2 separate regions of the Mus musculus genome follow, and region 2 is linked to region 1. The links are chromatin contacts, called in public capture Hi-C maps. All regions are on one chromosome and are shown on one strand. Each heading gives the region's core, a stretch centred on a gene start, on an enhancer-like site or on the middle of the called end of the contact. The rest is flanking DNA. Distances are from core to core; before and after follow the strand shown.

Region 1 (3,135 bases), core at 295-2,794:
TGCAGGACCAGGCAGCTTCCCTCTGCCTGAATAAATAACAACTGCCTTAGAACCATCAGCCCCATGCCCCCCATTCCCTCCCCAATATGTTTGAATAATAGTAAAACCTGGTGTGGTTATGCAGTTTTTCAACTAAATGAATATTCAAGGAGTTTTACTCTGTGAGAAACACCAAACTTAGTGTGGGATCCTTTTTGGTCTGTTGGAAGAAGATTTAACTTACAAGTTTGACTATTAAGAATCTCGGGAGGCAGAGGCAGGCAGATTTCTGAGTTTGAGACCAGCCTGGTCTACAAAGTGAGTTCCAGGACATCCAGGGCTAAACAGAGAAACCCTGTCTCAAAAGAAAGAAAGAAAGAAAGAAAGAAAGAAAGAAAGAAAGAAAGAAAGAAAGAAAGGAAGGAAGGAAGGAAGGAAGAAAGAAAGGGAAAGGAAAGGAAAGGAAAGAAAAGAAAAGAAAAGAAAAGAAAGGAAAAGAAAAGAAAAGAAAAGAAAAGAAAAGAAAAGAAAAGAAAAGAAAAGAAAAGAGAATAAGGTTAAGCCAGGCATGGGATCCATGCCTATAGTTCCAGGACTTCAGAAGTGGAGGCAGGAGGATGATGAGTTCCAAGCTAATTCTGAATTACATAGTGAGACCCAATCTCAGCAAACCGAATAATTAACCCCCCAAAAATGTGGTTTAAAAACTACATCTTTATTAAAAACTTTTGACATTATTTCCAACAATATTATTAAATTTTGATTAATTCTCATCACTTTCCTACTGTGAAAATCAAATGTCCGTTATGCCTAAGCATTCAACATATTAAAAACATCAATCCAAGTGTGATATTAAAGGAGACCACGCATGCCCATGTTCTGAGGTGTCAGAATAACAGTTCCCAAAGATATCCACATTTTTAATCCCTGGAATTTGTGACTTTGTCACCTCAGAGGGAAAAGGGTTTTCGCAGATGTGGATGTGTGATTTCTGATATAGGTCAAACATGAGATGGCCTGGTACATCCAGCATGATCGTGCCCTTTCTCTCCAGGAGAACTGGAGAGGAAAACGGAGGCTCGGGGATGGGTATGTGCACCCTCCAGAATGGAGAAAATCTCTCCCAGTGTTGCCCAGTAGAAGGCGTCCCTACACACAGCTGGATTTAATCTCAGTGAGTTTGGACTTCCAGAATCATGATGTAGGTTTGTGTAGCTTTACCTCACGACCTGTGTGATAATTTGTTACAACAGTGCTAAGAAACTTCCAGACCAACCTATCTAAATCACATAATAATCCCATTGTCAATTCTGACTGAACGCTATGATATAACATGGCATCGTTCTTAAAAAGAAATAGCTGGGAAGATGGTGCAGTGTGTAACACCACCCCCACCCGCTGACCACCGCACTTGCTGCCCAAACTGATGCAGTGGGGTACATCCAAGCATCTGTAATCCCAGCCAGCTCTCCTGTGAGAAAGATGCCAGGCAGAGATAAGAGGATCAGCCAGAACTCGCTGACTAACCTGGACTACACTGCACAGCGGCAGAAACAAGAGACCTGGTCTCAACAAGTTTGGCAGGTGAGAACTGACTCCTGAAATTTGTCCTCTAACAGCCACACACAGTACGTTATTTTATTTATTTTAAGGAGCTGTGGCCTTTTTTATCATTAATCTCCAAGAAAACGTAACCTGTCCTCTTGTGACAGTAAGAGGAAGAAATGAGACGGAAGGTGAGACCTGGACCTTTCTGAGAATCTGCAGCACCATTTATAAACATGAGGATTTGGCAATTCAAAGGCTGTTGTAGCTCTATGCGCACCGTGCTGCCTCGGGGTTCACGTTCATGACAAAAACACATTCTCTTAAACTGAAATCAGACAGAACAACAGAATTTGGATCGCCTCAAATCTTGTTTCCAATCTCAAGAAAATCATAAAGGGGGAAAGTCGCTGTTGGCAGATCACTTACAAATAGGTCGTCTCCCACTCACTCCCTAGAGCGCAGCGACAACGGCGGCGTGATAGAGCCTAGGCTGCTCCGCTGTCTGCTCCAAGACTCAGCCTTTAAAACTCAATCTTGACCGTCTAAAGTTAGAGGCAGAGATGCTGCTAAATGTTATGTGATGCCCAGGCTAGTCCCCACAGGAAAGAACTCTTCACAAAATATCACATTTCCCAGGTGAAGATTCCCTGGAGTTCCTCTCAAAGATACCTTTCCAGTTAATGAAGCAGCAGAGCTCACACTCCCACCCGGCCCCGCCCATTACTGGAATGAGGAGAGAGCCTGGGGTCATGATCTATGTCCATCAAACCAGAACTGTGGAGACAGAAGCCGGTGATTGTCATGAATTTAAGGGAAGCTTGGGCTCCAGAGTAAGTTCCAGGCTAGCTAAGAGCCAGACATCTGAAATTGTTTTGTTTTGCTTTTTCCTTGAATATTTTCTTTATTTACTTTTCAAATGTTTTCCCCTTTCCACATCTCCCCTTTAGAAATCCCCTACCCCATCCCCCCTGCCCCTGCCTCTATGAGGGTGCTCCTCCACTCCCCCACTCCCATCCTCCTGCCCTGGCATTACCCTACACTGGGCATTGAACACCCTCAGGCCCGAGGGCCTCTCCTCCTACAGATGACCAACAAGGCCATTCTCTGCCACATATGTGGCCAGCGTCATGGGTCGCTCCATGTGTATTCTTTGGTTGGCGGTCCAGTCCCCGGGAGCTCAGGGGGGGGGGGGGGGGGTCTGGCTTCTTGACACCATTGCTCCCTCCATGGGTCTGCAAATCCCCTCAGCTCCTTCAGTCCTTTCTCCATCTCCTCCATCCGGGACTCCCGAGCTCAGTTCAATGGTTGGCTGGGAGCTTCCTCCTGTAGTTGTCAGGCTCTGGCAGAGCCTCTCCGGTAACAACCACATCAGGCTTCCATCAGCAAGCACTTTCCTGCAGTCACAATAACATCCAGGTTTGGTGACTGTATATGGGATGGATCCCCAGGTGGGGCAGTCTCTGGATGGCCTTTCTTTCAGTCTCTGCTCCACACTTTGTCTCCATATTTCCTCCTGTGAGTATTTTGTTCACCCTTCTAAAACGCACTGAAGCATCCACATTCTGGTTTTCCTTCTTCTTAGGCTTTATATGGTCTGTGAATTGAATC
Region 2 (2,988 bases), core at 221-2,720, 630 kb after region 1:
AGGATGTCTTTTTTAGAATCTCTTGTAGAAGATACTGTAGTTTTGTTGACTTTAGTACATTTACTTTCTACTGGGATTCTTGTAGTTTCTGCCAGGTACCTAGACTTCTGATATATGGAAGTTATGCTGTGTCTACACTGAATATTCTGTGTGAGTAGTGTAAGACGGTCAAACTGTGGGAAGAATGTGGCTCCAGGCATATAGCTGTGTCTGGTGGGTGGCTCAAAGCCTTGAAGGCCACCAGCAATGTCTTGGGAGCTGTGGTGGAAGCTACTGAGGAAATGAGGCAAATCAATAGCAAGACCTCGATAGCTTTAAGATATCTGTAAGTGCAATGAAGAGGGCTGTCTCCATTTTAAGTTCAGGTCTTCTCTGAAGATGCAGATAAAAGCTAGAACCCTCTCTGATTTATAAAGAAAGGCTTATAATCTTAGAAGTCTGGTAGGGTGGATAATAAGATGATTCCATTTAGTCCAGAGAATGACATTCATTTGCTGTATTTTCAGTTTTAAATGAGTATGTTTATTAAATATACAGTAAGCCAAAGTAACAGAACAAATAGCAAGTGATAGAAGGCAGATGATAGCTAGATGGTTAAGTGCTCAATAAATTGATAGATGATTGGTAGGTAGGTAGATAGATAGATAGCTGATAGATAGATAATAGGTAGCTGATAGATAGTTAAGTAGATAGATACTGACCTAGACGATAATGACAGGTAATTATAGATAGGTGACTGATAGGTAGATGATAGATAGTTAAATGTTAGATAGATTGATACATGATTGATAAATAGATGATAGATAATTAAGTATAATTATAAATGGGTGATTATATGATGATAGCTAGCTAGGTGATGGATAGTTAGAAAGAAAGGAAAGAAGAAAGAGAGAGAAAGAAGGTAGTTACATGATAATAGATGAATAGATAGACAGATACATAGATAGCAAAACATTGTCAGTCAGGTACATAAAAACATGCAGCATAGCTGACTGAGGAAGCCCCCATTGAAGCAGTCAGCTGGAGTTCCTAACAGAGAGTGTCTGGCAGAACAGAGTGGTCCCTTATTTTTTATTTTTTATTTTATTTTTTTCTAAATTCTCGGGGCTGGAGAAATATCTCAGTGGTTAAGAGTACTGACTTCCAAAGGTCCTGAGTCAATTCCCAGCAACCACATGGTGGCTCATTGTTGCGAGCCATCCAGCGGCTCACAAGGCAGGTACACCTGAATAGCAGGCCGCCGCTGAAAAAGAGGGAAACTAGGGAAAAAGATGAAACCAAGACAGTGTTCTGATCAAGGTTCAAATTTTTAATGGCAGACACGCTTTATAAAAGAGTGGGGGGCAGGGGAGGGGGTCCATTCCCGCCAATTCATCCTTGGAGCCTGGAATCAGCTGCAGGTGATGACTACCGATAGGGCGTAGTCTCCGGAATAGCTCCAGGGCCTCTCAGCAGGTAGCAGTACCTTGAAGTAGAACAGCAGCAGTGGCAGAACAATAGAGTGATCTAGGGAGGAAGGCTCCACCCAGGTCAAGTTCCGGCTTAGCCTGCTTCAGGCTTATAGGAGGCTACAGCTCATAACCTTCTGTAACAGGATCTGACGCCCTTGACTGCTGTAGCTGGAGACAATTTTACTTACATAAAACAAATAAGTAAATCTAAATTTTAAAAGATAAAGAGAGAAGGGGTACTAAAAAAAAAGAGGAAAGGATAATAAAAATTTTCTCCTAGGAGATATTACTGTTATAGTGATTTTACAGTTTAGAGGCATCCAAGAAAAAGAACAAATAACAACAGAAAGGCAACATCATCAGCTTAGACCCTCTTAGCATCTAACAGAAACCATCGGGGTAGGCTGAGGCAGGGTAGGAGTTCTCAGATGAACATTTTACCCACAGGTGATCTTTCCCTAACTGAACATACCCTGGCTAGACTTCCATCTGTCTTCTCTCCCCCACAGTTATGCTGTAGGATAGACACTGGTGTCCTCCACGACACAGTGCATGTACAAATAAGAAGGCTTAGAGGACACTTGATCAACACATGAGCCGGAAGGGGGCAACACCCAGCCCACGTCTACAGCCAGCTTCCTTCTTCGTGAGCTGAAGCAGCACTCTGCAGTTTTCTCGTTTGCTTTTCTGTGCTACCCAAAAGCAACTTAGGGGAGGAAAGAGTTCATTTGGCCTACACTGTAGATCATAATTCATCGTTGCAGGAAGTCAGGGCAGAAACCTTGGAGGACCACTGCTGCTGGGCTGGGTTACTCTTCCTCATGTGTACTGGTTTTCTTGTATAGTCTAGACCTACCTGGCCTCCCATAGCTGTAATCAGTCAAAAAACAGCACCTCACAGACATGGCCACAATTCATCCACTACATTCTTCCTGCCTACCTCAGCATCTATAGGGCAGCTTTGCATGCCCTAAAATGTCCCATCCCTCCAGTTTTCATCTAATTTGTTTTAGGTCCTGCAGTTGGTCGGAGCTGAGTCGTTCCTGGCATTCAGATGCCTGGCTTCACTTCCCAGGACAGCTTCTTTGAAGCTGTTTAACCGCAGATAGATTCCACCTTGCAGCATGCACTACATTCTACACAGAGCTATTGTCTGGATCATTGTATCAGTTTATTGTTACTCTTTATTCCAGGATCATTGTATCAGTTTATTGTTACTCTTTATTTGAGTACGGGTCCTCTCACCTCTTTTCTCTCTACTCCATCTGTCCCTGTCTCTGTCTCTCTCTCTGTCTCTCTCTCTCTCTCTCTCTCTCTCTCTCTCTCTCTCTGTGTGTGTGTGTGTGTGTGTGTGTGTGTGTGTGTGTGTGTGTGTGAGACACTTGTTCTCTCTCTCCCTTTCTTTCTTCCTTCTAAGCCTCTTTCTATGGCCAATATTTTTAGGTTCAGAGGCATGCCCTGTCAAGGTTCCACTTGGAACTGGATAGGTCTTGAATGATACCACCTTTCCCTTTCTTCTGACCAGATCTCTGACTGG

The links. Capture Hi-C pulls out chosen DNA fragments and counts their contacts.
Region 2: a contact with region 1 is called in a capture Hi-C map of embryonic stem cells, with 4 times the contacts expected there. The contact joins two enhancer-like sites. A contact is called at or near these places in 1 of 115 datasets of contacts at active chromatin or transcription factors (embryonic stem cells) and 1 of 9 other capture datasets (embryonic stem cells).

Annotation. Positions count from the first base shown.
Region 1 is chr14:11,480,092-11,483,226 of GRCm38.p6, forward strand. No RefSeq gene overlaps it. Among named protein-coding and RNA genes, the nearest start is that of Ptprg, 72 kb to the right of the region's middle. Within about 2 kb of position 1,545, at least 3 of the 459 cell types and tissues checked have an H3K27ac peak or open chromatin away from gene starts, as enhancers often do. A contact at or near this core is called in embryonic stem cells, where this site is marked.
Region 2 is chr14:12,106,146-12,109,133 of GRCm38.p6, forward strand. All of the region lies in intron 6 of Ptprg (protein tyrosine phosphatase, receptor type, G), which reads left to right. Among named protein-coding and RNA genes, the nearest start is that of 3830406C13Rik, 180 kb to the right of the region's middle. Within about 2 kb of position 1,471, at least 18 of the 459 cell types and tissues checked have an H3K27ac peak or open chromatin away from gene starts, as enhancers often do. A contact at or near this core is called in embryonic stem cells, where this site is marked.